Regions from separate parts of the Sus scrofa genome. Here region 2 is linked to region 1. A link is a contact called in public HiChIP or PLAC-seq data. All regions are on one chromosome and are shown on one strand. The core of a region is the stretch at or near the end of the contact, and the rest is flanking DNA. Distances in the headings are between cores, read along the strand shown.

Region 1 (6,041 bases), core at 1,408-3,907:
CTGAAGGGCTCCACAAACAACAGGACATTTAAGACGGGTCCTGAAGGATGAGTAACAGCTCAGCCAGGATAAAAGCAGGCAGATGCCGTTCTGGAGAGGGAACGGTATGTGCAAAAGCAAGAAGACATGAAAGGGCCCCAGGATGTGTGAGACGGCTGACGGGGCTGGAATGTTGGTGTATGATGAACACTGGCAGGAAATAAAGACAGCTCACTTCTCAGTTCTGTGAAAATAGCACCAGTTTTCCAATTAACAAAGTCTATTTGAAGCCGTTTGAAGGATGGCCAAAGACGCTAAGGAGATGGATGCATAACGGGACCGTCTGTGGGCTTTTTAATGTAAGTCTAAAGTTGTCCTTGCACTATCCCCCTCAGAAGGTCAATGTTTTAATGGCAGGCACTGGTATTTGGCACCATCTATGTGGGTCTCAGGTACCAGTAACAAATAACAGCAAGAGCCGCGAGGGCAGCTGACATCTCCCGAGTCCTCAGCACGCTGGCCTATAAGCTCTATCCATGTGAACTCTTTCAATCCCCACAGCAAGCCCATAGAGTACAATGAGGGAAACAACGTGCAAAAGATGTAAGAGACTTGCTCCTGGTCACACGATTAAGTCCCAGGGCTGGCGTGCCACCCCAGAGCCCAAACTCAACGGCTACTTTGAGTTCCCTCCTCCGTGCAAGGTGCTCTCATGTCACTTCCTGGGACAAATCCCCATCTTAAAGGGCCTGAAGCTTTTACATGGGGAACTCAAAGAAAGGAATACAAAATTATGAATATAAAATCAGGTACCATAATGAAGGTTTACAATGAGGAAAAAAAAAAACTAAAATAAGTGGAACCTAGGGCATTTAGATTCCCTTTTCCTGAGATGAGAAATGCCTACACAGAAGTCCTTCCTGACTGCAACCCCTCCCCACCCAGAACATTCTACGACTCCCAACAGCTACCTGCACTCATGGGGCCCATGCAATCCGAGGTCCCCAAAGCTTCAATTTCAATGCATTTCCTTCAGGGGAAGCCCATCTCCACCACTGCCCAAAAGTCTCTTAAATTTTCCCAAACCATTTCGACAAAGCCCAGATCTCAGGGCCAGAGGGAGGGGGGCTTTTCACTGCAAACCAAACAAGTGGTGGAGACAAATGCAGTGTGAGAGGAACCAGGATTTCCATCCTTCCTCCCTTGCTGGAAGATTGAGCCACACCAAATGACATCGCTTAGGAGCCATGCAGACCTAGTTTCAGATCCAGCCTCTGCTCCTTCATGGCTGTGTGATGATGAACGTGTCCCCTGTCTTGGTTTCCTCATCTGTTAAAATGATACAAGGATCAAATCGGATAACGGGCATGCTGCCCAGGAATGCCAGCTCCCTTTCCTCTGGGTACACCTTTCTGTGCTTTCTCCCCCTTTTTGCCCAACTCTTGGGATGGGTAGGTCGGTCCTTTGTCTATGCTTTCAGCGTATTCTGTAGAGATCTCCGCTGGAGCACATCATTCTCTTATTCATTCAGCAAGTACCCCCTGGAAGCAAAGATGAACGTGGACATGCAACTGTCCTCAAGAGGCCTGCATCTGGTGAATAAGCAGGGAACCCTTCTCTACCATGACAGAGATGCTCCTTGATGGGCTGGAGCCATGCCTCCTCCTCGGACACGGGGCAGGTCAGACCCAAATGAAAATAATCGAGTCGGCCTCCCACCTCCCCATCTCCCGGCCAGCACTTCACCTCACCCCTCTCTCGGCTCTGCTCTCATCAGGCCCAGCCATGCTGGTCCACACATCCTCTGCATGCCTGGATCAATGAAGTTTGGTTTTACAGGGCACTGGGCCCATTGTTGGCTCTCACCTCAAGAACAAAGAAGAATACTGGCCCTTCCAAGGCAAAACAAAGGCCGACTTCTCCTCCATGGTTCCCTTTTCCTTTATGGGCAACAGTATGCAGACCCCTGGCCCTCCACTGAACTACATTTAAAACAGCTTTTGTGAAGGGTGGACACAGCGGCCATTTTTGTGTATGTGCCTGCCCGCAGCAATGAACTGATTGTAACATGAACAACGTGCACTTCTTCCCACTTCTGACAGAATAGATGACATTGTGCTGAGGGCCAGGGAGGGGGTGGGGGCCTAACGAAAAAAAAAAAAAAAAGCCCTAAGGTTTATTACAAGGAATTCTGATAAAAAGCACTTCGAAGCCTCTTTCCCATCATCAAAAAACCACACTGGGCAAGATCAGAGCTTAACAGCCGACAAAAAAACACATTCAATCCCTGAGATCATTTTCCTGAAATAGAAAACTACATATGTTTCTCAAATTTCATATCAAGCCACTGCAGAGGCCAGACTGCAGGGCTGAACTGGGCCAAAGTCGGGGGGGGGGAGGGGGGGGATGGGATGGGAAAGGGAGTAAACAGAAGAAAACGAGCCCATTCTTCCACATCACCACGTTTCTCTAGCACAATCTAAACTTACAAACACCCCCAGTTTCACAGAACTTGTAGTTAGGGTTGCTTATCGGGCAGTCTTTACTTTGTCAAATTAAGACACATTGCCTTGGATTAGCAAGACTCCTTAAATTCAAAATGACTTCATGGTTGGCTCGGAGTTCAGTGTCTCTAGGGCCAGCCGCCAGGAACATATCCACTGCGGAGCCCCGCTCCTCTCCATATGACCTGCCTGACTTTTCCATGGAGACAGCAGAGCAAAATCCCAGGCAGACAGGCTGTCAGTGTTAATTAAAAGTCCAAACACCTCTTTAGAAACTATCTGCAGCTCAATATTTATACAGAGTATAAGACTCCTAACAGGCAGGGCCGGAGAGGGGAGCAGGAGGTTGAGGGCGGAAATAGGTTTGACTGGCATTTGGAACCCATTAATTTTTAAAAGACAGGCTGCCACTCTAGGTAGGACTGAGAGAGGTTCAAAAACGTAACGAAACCAGAAAGATGAATGAGCTGAAGATTGTTTAGAAAGCCCGGGGAGAGTGCTCAGCTTTTGAAAAGAATAATATCTGGGCAATAATGAGAGCTGACACTTTTTAGTGGTGAATGCAGTTTTTGGCACATTTTAACAATGCAGGTTGACAATGTTTCATATTTAACAAAAGGAAAAGCAATCTTCTAAATGACTTGGGAACAAAGGGCTCCCTGACTGCAATTTCTTAATAACATTTAAGAATTCTCTTCAAAGGCCCTTGACTATAATTTAGAGCAAGGAAGAAAAATGAAGAAAACAAGAAAAAAAGAAGGTGTATTTAAAAAATAATAAACTAACTAGAAGAGGTGAAAAAAGAAGACAAGGATACAGCATTCTGACACTAAATTATATCCCAAAGGGTTGAATTTAATGTCAGGCTTTTATAATACTTCTTCCAATAACCTGAGCTTTAAGAAAGAAGTCAAAGGGAGACTTTGGTCGACACCATTACTTTTGGACTCAGAGGTTCAGTCCAGGGAGGGGCTAAATGGATCACCTAATCCAGCCACCACACTCTGCAGACAAACTGAGCACCAAGGGCCCAGGGTTACCTGGCTGGACCAGATATTTCTTCCAAGTTTCAAACCATGCCACCAGGTGTATTTTATGCTATGTGTCCTAAGGCCTCACCATCAAGGCCACAGAGTTCTTACAGTATCCAAGACTGAATATTGACACCGTTAATCAGACTGAAACTCAGAGGCTACCTAGAATCACACAAGTACAGCATATCCAAAAGTTCACAAGAGTTCACCTACAGTGGCAGCCATCCAGGATAGCAAACTGATTTAAGAGGCCACCAAGACCAAAATGTCCTGTCCCTCCCAAGGAAGGCCTTCCGGGGTCAGAGAAAAGAACTCTAAACAATATATGACTTGGATATGGTCCCCTTAAAACCTAACCCCTACTTCACTTAGCAGTTTCACCCTCACAGCAAGAACCTTCCGGGATTCTGTAATAGCACCTGGAAAACGTGATCTCTATTCTTGAGCATTTTTACAGTTTCAAAACATTTTCAGCAGGAGTTCCCTGATAGTTCTGAGGTTTAAGGATCTGGTGTTGTCACTGCTTTGGCTCTGTTTACTGCTGTGACACAGGTTCAATCCCTGGCCTGGGAACATGCCATGGGTGCAGTCAAAAATGTTATTTCAGCAAAGAATATACTGTCATACTATTTGTAAATGAGGACTCCCAGCCTGAGATTGCTCCACTTTTACCATATTAAAGAGCAAACAAGACTAGATTCTAAAAGAAATTCAAGGTCTCAGAGAAAACTGGTAAGCAAAGGAAATGCTATACAGCTACTCAGTTGAAAAATTACAGTCCTACTGGCTGTATGACTTTCAAGGGTATGGAACTCACATCTAGATCTATACCAAAGAGCTGAAAAAGACAGATGAATGGATAAAGAAGATGTGGCGTGTGTGTCTATGTGTATATATGTGTGTGTGTGTGCACATATATTTTATAAAATATGTATGCCACAAATGTGGCCCTAAAAAGACAAATATTTATATATATACATATGCACATGATGGATTATTACACAGCCTAAAATATAATGAAATAATGCCATTTGTAGCAACATAAATGGGCCTAGAAATTATTATACTAAGTGAATAAGCCAGACAAAGAAAGACATTTATCACATGATACTACTTACATGTGGAATCTAAAATATTCTACAAATGGACTTATTTACAAAACAGAAAGAGACCCACAGACAGAAAACAAACTTACGGTTACCAAAGGGGAAAAGGAAGGGGAAGGGATAAATTAGGAGTTTGGGATTAGCCTATATGCACTCCAATATATAAAATAGATAACCAACAAGGACCAACTGTATAACTGTATAGCACAAGGAACTATATTCAGTATTTTCTAATAACCCGTAAGGGAAAAGAATATTATGACTGAATCACTGTGTTATATACCTAAAACTAACAAAACATTGTTAAATTGTTTATATATACATATAAACAATATATTTAATGACCTAGAACAGTGCCTGATACACAGCAAGTTCTCACTAAAAAACAGGATTTTCTTTTTTTTATAAAATTATGGAAACTAGCAAATTCAGAACCACTTAATGAAGGGTGCATATCATATCGATCCAAGGTCACACACTTTTACCTCCTTTGTCCCAAAGGACAAAGGTGGGAATTCTTTTTCTTTTTTTTTTTTTTTTTTGTCTTTTTGCCATTTCTTGGGCTGCTCCCGCGGCATATGGAGGTTCCCGGGCTAGGGGTCTAATCTGAGCTGTAGCTGCCAGCCCAAGCCAGAGCCACAGCAATGCGGGATCCGAGCCACATCTGCGTCCTACACCACAGCTCACGGCAATGCCGGATCGTTAACCCACTGAGCAAAGGCAGGGATCGAACCCACAACCTCATGGTTCCTAGTCGGATTCATTAAACACTGTGCCACGACGGGAACTCCAAGGTGGGAATTCTTAACCTTTTCCATCCATATCTGCTTTACCAATGAAAAGTGAAAGAAGACAGCTCAATCTTCCCCAGAGTTTGCCTCATTGTGGCAGATAAAGAGGGATGGTCACTGACCCCATAGTAAGCATCAGTGTTCATGCAGGGCAGCAGCAGATTCCTAGTCTGTCACTCTGGTACTTCTGATAGGTGTGGATGAGAAGCCACGAACCTGAACAGCTCGTTTTTCCCCTCCCGCCCTGACAGCCTGACATACTCCGTTCTCTCCTGCCCCCCTCTTTTAGCCTCTGAATACTGACAACCAGTGATCTCTTGGCACCTGCTCATTTCTTCATGCCCACAATAGCTCTGAGACCTCGGGTGAAACTTATATTCTGTGACTCATGGAACCCTGATCACATCCACCAAAAGGCAAGACAAAAAACAACCACCCCAAAAAATCCCAAATGGGGGAGAGAGGGTGTCAAACATATTATCTCGTTTCTAAATGGACTGCCATCCACACCCCACGTGCAAGTGAATTTAGCTTCACCGTTACATTTATAACTAAGACTAAAAAAATAAAGACTGCAGGGAAAGAGAAATGGAAGTAGCATTTCCCATGCACTATTCTGTACTACAA
Region 2 (6,041 bases), core at 1,320-3,819, 200 kb before region 1:
TTCAAATGTTCATCCCAAACTCATACCTTGTTCCTGAGTTTCTTTCACACAGGACATTTGACCTGAATTTCTAATCATCATGTCCAAAATAGAACCTGTCATCCCCCTCATCCTAACTTGTCCCCATCTCAATGAATGGTACCCTCTTTACTCAACCAGTAACCAGTAGGACAGCATTCTCGTTTTTTGTTTTTTTCTTTTATGGCCACCCCAGGGCACATGGAATTCCCAGACCAGGGATCAGATCCAAGCTGCACTTGTGACCTATGCTGCAGCTGCAGTAATGCCAGATCCTTTAACTCACTGTGCTGGGCCAGGGATCGAACCTGCACCCCAGGGCTCTAAATACGTTGCTGATCCTGTTGAGCCACAGTGGGGACGCCCAGCTTAGCATTCTTGACTTTTTGATCTCATTCATCTGTTTCACATAAGGTTGCATGTGTTGTTAACTCTATTTTTCAAACACAAGCTCTTGTGCTTCTCCCCACTGCCACTATATTAGTCAATCAATTTCATTTTCTTGCTTGGATTTATTATAATAGCAATTAATTAAATTAGGTTTCAAATATTGTCCTTCCCCCTGCAACCCTGCAAGCCCTATTCAGAGACTCCAACTTCCATACCTCCAACACAGTGATCTATCTTTCTTTCTTTCTTTGCCCACACCTGCAGCATATGGAAGTTTCCAGGCTAGGGGTCAAATTAGAACTGCAGCTGCCCACCTGCACCACAGCAATGCCAGATCTGAGCTGCATCTGCAACCTACACCACAATTCATGGAAATGCCGGGATCGTATTCGCACCCTCGTGGATACTAGTGAGCTTCCTTACCACTGAGCCACAATGGGAACTCCTGATCTTTCTAATACACAAACCTAATTAAATCACTTCCCTTATGTACATCTTTAGATGCTCCCCATGGCATATGAGACCTGGCTTTGATCTATTTGGCCTAATCATACATGTGGTCATATCCCCCAGCCTTTGTCCCATCATTTTTGATGGCAGTGAGTCCATAAAAGCCTAGAAGTTCCTCAAGTGAACCATCTTCTTCCTCATCTCCAAATCTTCATAAATTCTCTTCTTTCTGTCTAAAAAGGCTGCCTCTCTCACCTTCCCCTGACTAATGCTTACATGTCCTTTTATAAGACTCTGTTCTGTATTACCCGCTCTGGGAAACCTTCTCTAAATTCTGACTTCTTCCCCAGTGCTGGCTTGGCTGCTCCTCCCCGTGTCTTCCCTTAGCTCTCTGTACTTCCACGTTGTGTCCTAACACATGTTACATAGGTCAATGTACATGCCAAGATCTGTAAATACATACATAATACATACTTCATGTGCCATGTGTCGTATGCCTTGCAAATGCCAACATCATCCAAATGCCGGGCATGGCTACCATTATTATTAACATGACAACCTCACCAGCATGAAGAGCAACAACAGACTATAACCATACATCCAATCAGCTATAAGGGAAACGTGGTTAATAAAGCTCAGGCTTGCCAAAGTTTCCTCTCCTCTATTTGGAGGTTTCTGGAAAGGTTCAGAGTTGGTCCTTCTGAGAAACCCAATCCCTTTATTTCTGAGCAAAACAAGAATACATGAAACCTGTTCACAGATCTTCAGTGGTCTGACTGAACAGGAAAGGCGCCAAGCAACTGTGTCATCCAACCAAACGGTCCCCAAATTTGGGATGGAGGGAGGCTGCCAAGTATCGTTTGCAATGTCCTGAATTATTCGCAAAGGATTTAAGACTCCTTAAACTTTCATCTTTATCATTCTTCATTCATCATCATTCTGTCATCCATATATGATCACAACAGAAATGTCATTCATATGTTTCTCATCTACTTACCTCAATGCACCCAAAGTTAATTGCAAGAGAGACCGAACCCCCAAAAAAACTTTGAGGTTCTCCTCAAGTTCCCCCTGATTTTCTTTCCCCTGTGGACAAGAAACCACACGTGGCCTTTCCTAAACCAATGCCTGACTGGCTCCAGGGAGCTCAGACTGGCTTCGGCTTTGGAAGCTCTGAGAGCTGTCTGACCCCAAAGATGTAAAATCATGTCTTATATCTTTTTCACAGTCCCAACAATCTGTGGTGGGTGAACATTTACTAGTTTCTTCTGTGGTGGGGGAGGGGTAGGCGGGGTGGAGGGGAAGGAGCTTCGGGGGGGGGGGTGCCCAGTCTACACAGTAGCTAATCATCAGAGGGATTCTTAGCTCTGTTGCTCTGATGTCACATAGCAAATTGGACCCTTAAAGTCAGAACCATATTTTCTATTTCTGTCACATCCCTCATGCGTGAGCCAAGCACTAACTATCAAGTGGTTCTCAAATATGGCCCAATCAATGCTCTTTTGATTCTAAACTGGCTGTTAGGAAAAGCAGCTCTGGCCTATAGAATTTAGGGTTCCTTTGAAAAGATGCCTGGGAGCAGCCTCACAGTCAAGGCTGATGAGCAGGGACAGAGGAGAATGACATAGCTTTTTCCCCTGTGACAAGACCTTGGCACCTATGACACAGTGCTTCCATTGGCCATGCTCTGATTTTGACTTCTGGGTTGCTGGGGACAGGTTCTCTCCCTGCCCTGCTCCTGTTTAGTTTCTGTGTTTCCCTTATTAAGACCAGAGTCTGGCCTGAGTTATTGTCTCAACAATGTGACCACTGACTTTTGATTTTCTGGTTCGACTCTCAATTTTCTGTCTCAACTTGCTGTGTGACCTTGGCCCTTGGGGTGTTCATCTGAAAAATGGGGCAAACAGGACCTCTTTTCACAGACTTGTAAAGATTAAATGTGACACAGTCTATTATAGGCATTGGTACAGTGCCTGGTACATTCAGTGACTCAGGGAAACGTAGCCTGTATTAATATCATCACCTCCATACTGGCCAAAGTGTACTTCTTATTTATGGATTGGTGTACACAGGGGTGTTTAATTTTAAAAAGTACGATCTGATACCATCTTGACTAGAATGCTAAAGTAGGGTACAGATGTTGTACTGACTCTAGAGAAGAGAAAGCGAGATAAGAAACTATCACCTGGATTCATTTCTACTGGGAAGATCTGTCACTGGGATTAAACACAATTGAGGCTTTACCTTGTTAACAGCTTATTATATAAAGGCAAAGAGAATGTAGGCTGTTTTATTTATTTATTTTGTCTTTTCTAGGGTCACACTTGCATCATATGGAGGTTCCCAGGCTAGGGGTCTAATCGGAGCTATAGCCGCTGGCCTACACCACAGCCACGGCAACTTGGGATCTGAGCCGTGTCTGAGACCTACACCACAGCTCACAGCAATGCCAGATCGCTTAACCCACTGAGTGAGGCCAGGGATTGAACCCACAACCTCATGGTTCCTAGTCAGATTTGTTACAGCACCACGATGGGAACTCCATAGGCTGTTTTATAATGGGGCCTCTTTCAATAAAAGTCACAATTTCTGTGCATGTGCATCCATTGTTGCCTTTTGCAAGCACTCCCCAAAGACCCCACTCCTGCTAATCAGGTTTAGTTCAAGGGAATTTGGGCCATGTCCATACAAGACTAAACCTAAAGAATCCTGATCCTGGAGTTCCGGGAGCTGTAATGTAGGTCGCAGATGAGCTGTGGTGTAGGTCGCAGACTCGGCTTGGATCCTGAGTTGCTGTGCTCTGGCATAAGCCTGTGTGGCTACAGCTCCAATTAGACCCCTAGCCTGGGAACCTCCATATGCTGCGCATGCAGCCCTGGAAAAATACAAAAAGAGCAAAAAAAAAAAAAAAAAAAAAAAAAATCCTGATCTGCAGAACTCTCTCTCTCCATTTTTGGCCTCACAAAAGAAGAGACGGCTAACCTGGCTGGGCAAACAGAACTAGAAACTACCTATAGCTACATGGATGGCTCCCCCAGTGAGCGACTGCAGAACTGTTATAAACTGAGAAGCGTTTGTTGAATATCAGCCGAGGGGCATAGGATGAAGGAGGTTATCTCTTACATTTTCTCTACAACAATGGAGACTGTAGAGAGTGATGGTTGGATGAAGGAGGTCAGGAGAAGGGAGATGGGGAGTCGGGGTGTGAAACCTACCCTTGCTTGGCTACCTACTATGTCACAGGGGCAGTGCCCAGGTGGCACATGGGGCAGCATGGCCACAGCAGACAGGTGATCATGACCCTCCGTGCTGCCATTTCTGGATGAGGCATGCAGGGTGCTGCAGAGCCACCACCGTCACATGAAGTGACATGACCTAAAGCCTCTCTGTCCTCCCACAGGGAGCAGGGGCCCCTGAACACACATTCCCCCCACCCAAGGTGCTGGGCAAGCCAGTGTCGGACTTGCTTTTGATGGGAAAGAGAACTGAGCTTCAGAGATATTAACTCAAGTTTCCAGCCTCCAAACAAGACAGAACCAGGATTTAGACTCAAATCAGAGCCAAGAATCCGTATCTTTTCTGAGACACTTTCAGAGGAAATAAAAAAGAGGTTGTGTAAAGGAGAGACAGGCAGGGAGCACCCTTTTCAACGTCTGGTCTGGAATCAGCCCAGCTCCTCCTAGACCTCAAGTGGAATATGTCCTTTGCAAATTCAACAGACATGACGGGATATTACTATACTGGGTGGGAGCAGAAGAGAAGGAGAGAGAGAGCCCACACACTCCAGCGCTATCTTTTCTTCTTCACATTCAATAGCAGTTCTTTAAGAATGTTAAGGGGAGGGGGGGAATCCCATGTTAAAAAAAAAAAGAAAGTACTTAAAAATTGTGTTCCTAATTGCAATGTATACATGTAAGGATAACCTGACCCCCTTGCTGTACAGTGGGAAAATTTAAAAAAAAAAATAAAAAAAAATAAAAATTGTGTTCCTGGCTTGTACAACAGAGGGAAACGGAGTAAAGAAGAAAGGATGCCCAGACGGGAAGTTGACTGGAAGGGTTTGCCCTCTGCCTGCTCACTTATAAGAGACCCCCCCCCCCACTAAAACATGTAAACACTGCAGAACAATCAGAAACAAATGAAACAAAGCCTTCAGAGTAACAGTGTTCAGCTGTGGGCTATGGCCAGGAGGCAGCTTCTGTTACAACAGATCCTCTGTATGTGAGGCAGGCCTGATTTTAACCCTTGGCTAGGCCAAGGCTCTTTGGTATATGAGAATGGATCAGGGCCCATCTGGATTTCCTTAGAAAAAAAGGATATGGGGGTGGAAGTAGAATGGGGGGCGGTGTGGAACAGCTATCTGTAAAATATAAAATCTCCGACCTGATGAAGGACAGGGTTACAGTTCTTTGGGCGTAGTTTAAATAGAGTTTCTGTTATTCATCAGTTGTCTATTTAACTCACAATGTAACAAATGACAATCACAATGTGTTTTTTTTTTAAAGCCTTACAAATAAAGGGGAGGGGAAGGGGAAGGGGAAGGAAGGCAGCTAACATTTGCTAAGCAGCTACTATGTGCTGATAATTTAGACATATTCTCAGACAGAGTCTTCCTGATAATTCTGCCACTCCCTTTGGTTTATAGATAAAGAAGTCAGTCATGGCTCACAAAAATTCAAAGCCTTGTTCATGGTCACCCAAGTGCCAAGTGGCAGAAGGGAAATTTGATCTGGGTCTGCCTGACCCCCCCAAAGCCATGGTCTTCCTTCTATAGCTGCTTCTTTGGGAACCAGGAAAGTTAGATGAACGCAAAAAGATCACAGCCCTTCCCCTAGCCTGGTTCTAGTTTGGGCTGTGGGTTTACAGAGAGGGCGCCAGGGTACTGGGCGAGGGAAAGAGCAAACCAAGCCTGGTTGCTGGAGACCAGTGTGCTTCCCTAAGATTCTGACTTCCTCACTCTCTCCACTCATCATGCAGCAATCAGACACAAGATTAAATGAAACTGGCCACCAGGGCCAGCCTGGCTTCCAGGATGTGTGAATTCCGGCAGGACGCTCTGTGTGCTGATACCCTCGGTGTGTGGCGTGGGCCCATTCGTCATTGGCACAGCAATTTGAGACTCTGGCTCTCACCTGAGGGACAGATGTCAGGGTTAGGAGTCAGAGCTATTTTTCCACTTCACT

The links. HiChIP or PLAC-seq counts read pairs in DNA pulled down with a chosen protein or histone mark.
Region 2: an H3K27ac HiChIP or PLAC-seq map of skeletal muscle shows a contact between it and region 1. The contact joins two enhancer-like sites. A contact is called at or near these places in 2 of 47 Hi-C or Micro-C datasets (both in skeletal muscle) and 2 of 2 datasets of contacts at active chromatin or transcription factors (alveolar macrophages and skeletal muscle).

The regions. Positions count from the first base shown.
Region 1 is chr6:153,123,569-153,129,609 of Sscrofa11.1, forward strand. All of the region lies in intron 5 of FGGY (FGGY carbohydrate kinase domain-containing protein), which reads right to left. Among named protein-coding and RNA genes, the nearest start is that of FGGY, 87 kb to the right of the region's middle. Within about 2 kb of position 2,658, at least 40 of the 83 cell types and tissues checked have an H3K27ac peak or open chromatin away from gene starts, as enhancers often do. A contact at or near this core is called in skeletal muscle, where this site is marked.
Region 2 is chr6:152,922,517-152,928,557 of Sscrofa11.1, forward strand. All of the region lies in intron 8 of FGGY (FGGY carbohydrate kinase domain-containing protein), which reads right to left. Among named protein-coding and RNA genes, the nearest start is that of HOOK1, 220 kb to the left of the region's middle. Within about 2 kb of position 2,570, at least 3 of the 83 cell types and tissues checked have an H3K27ac peak or open chromatin away from gene starts, as enhancers often do. A contact at or near this core is called in skeletal muscle, where this site is marked.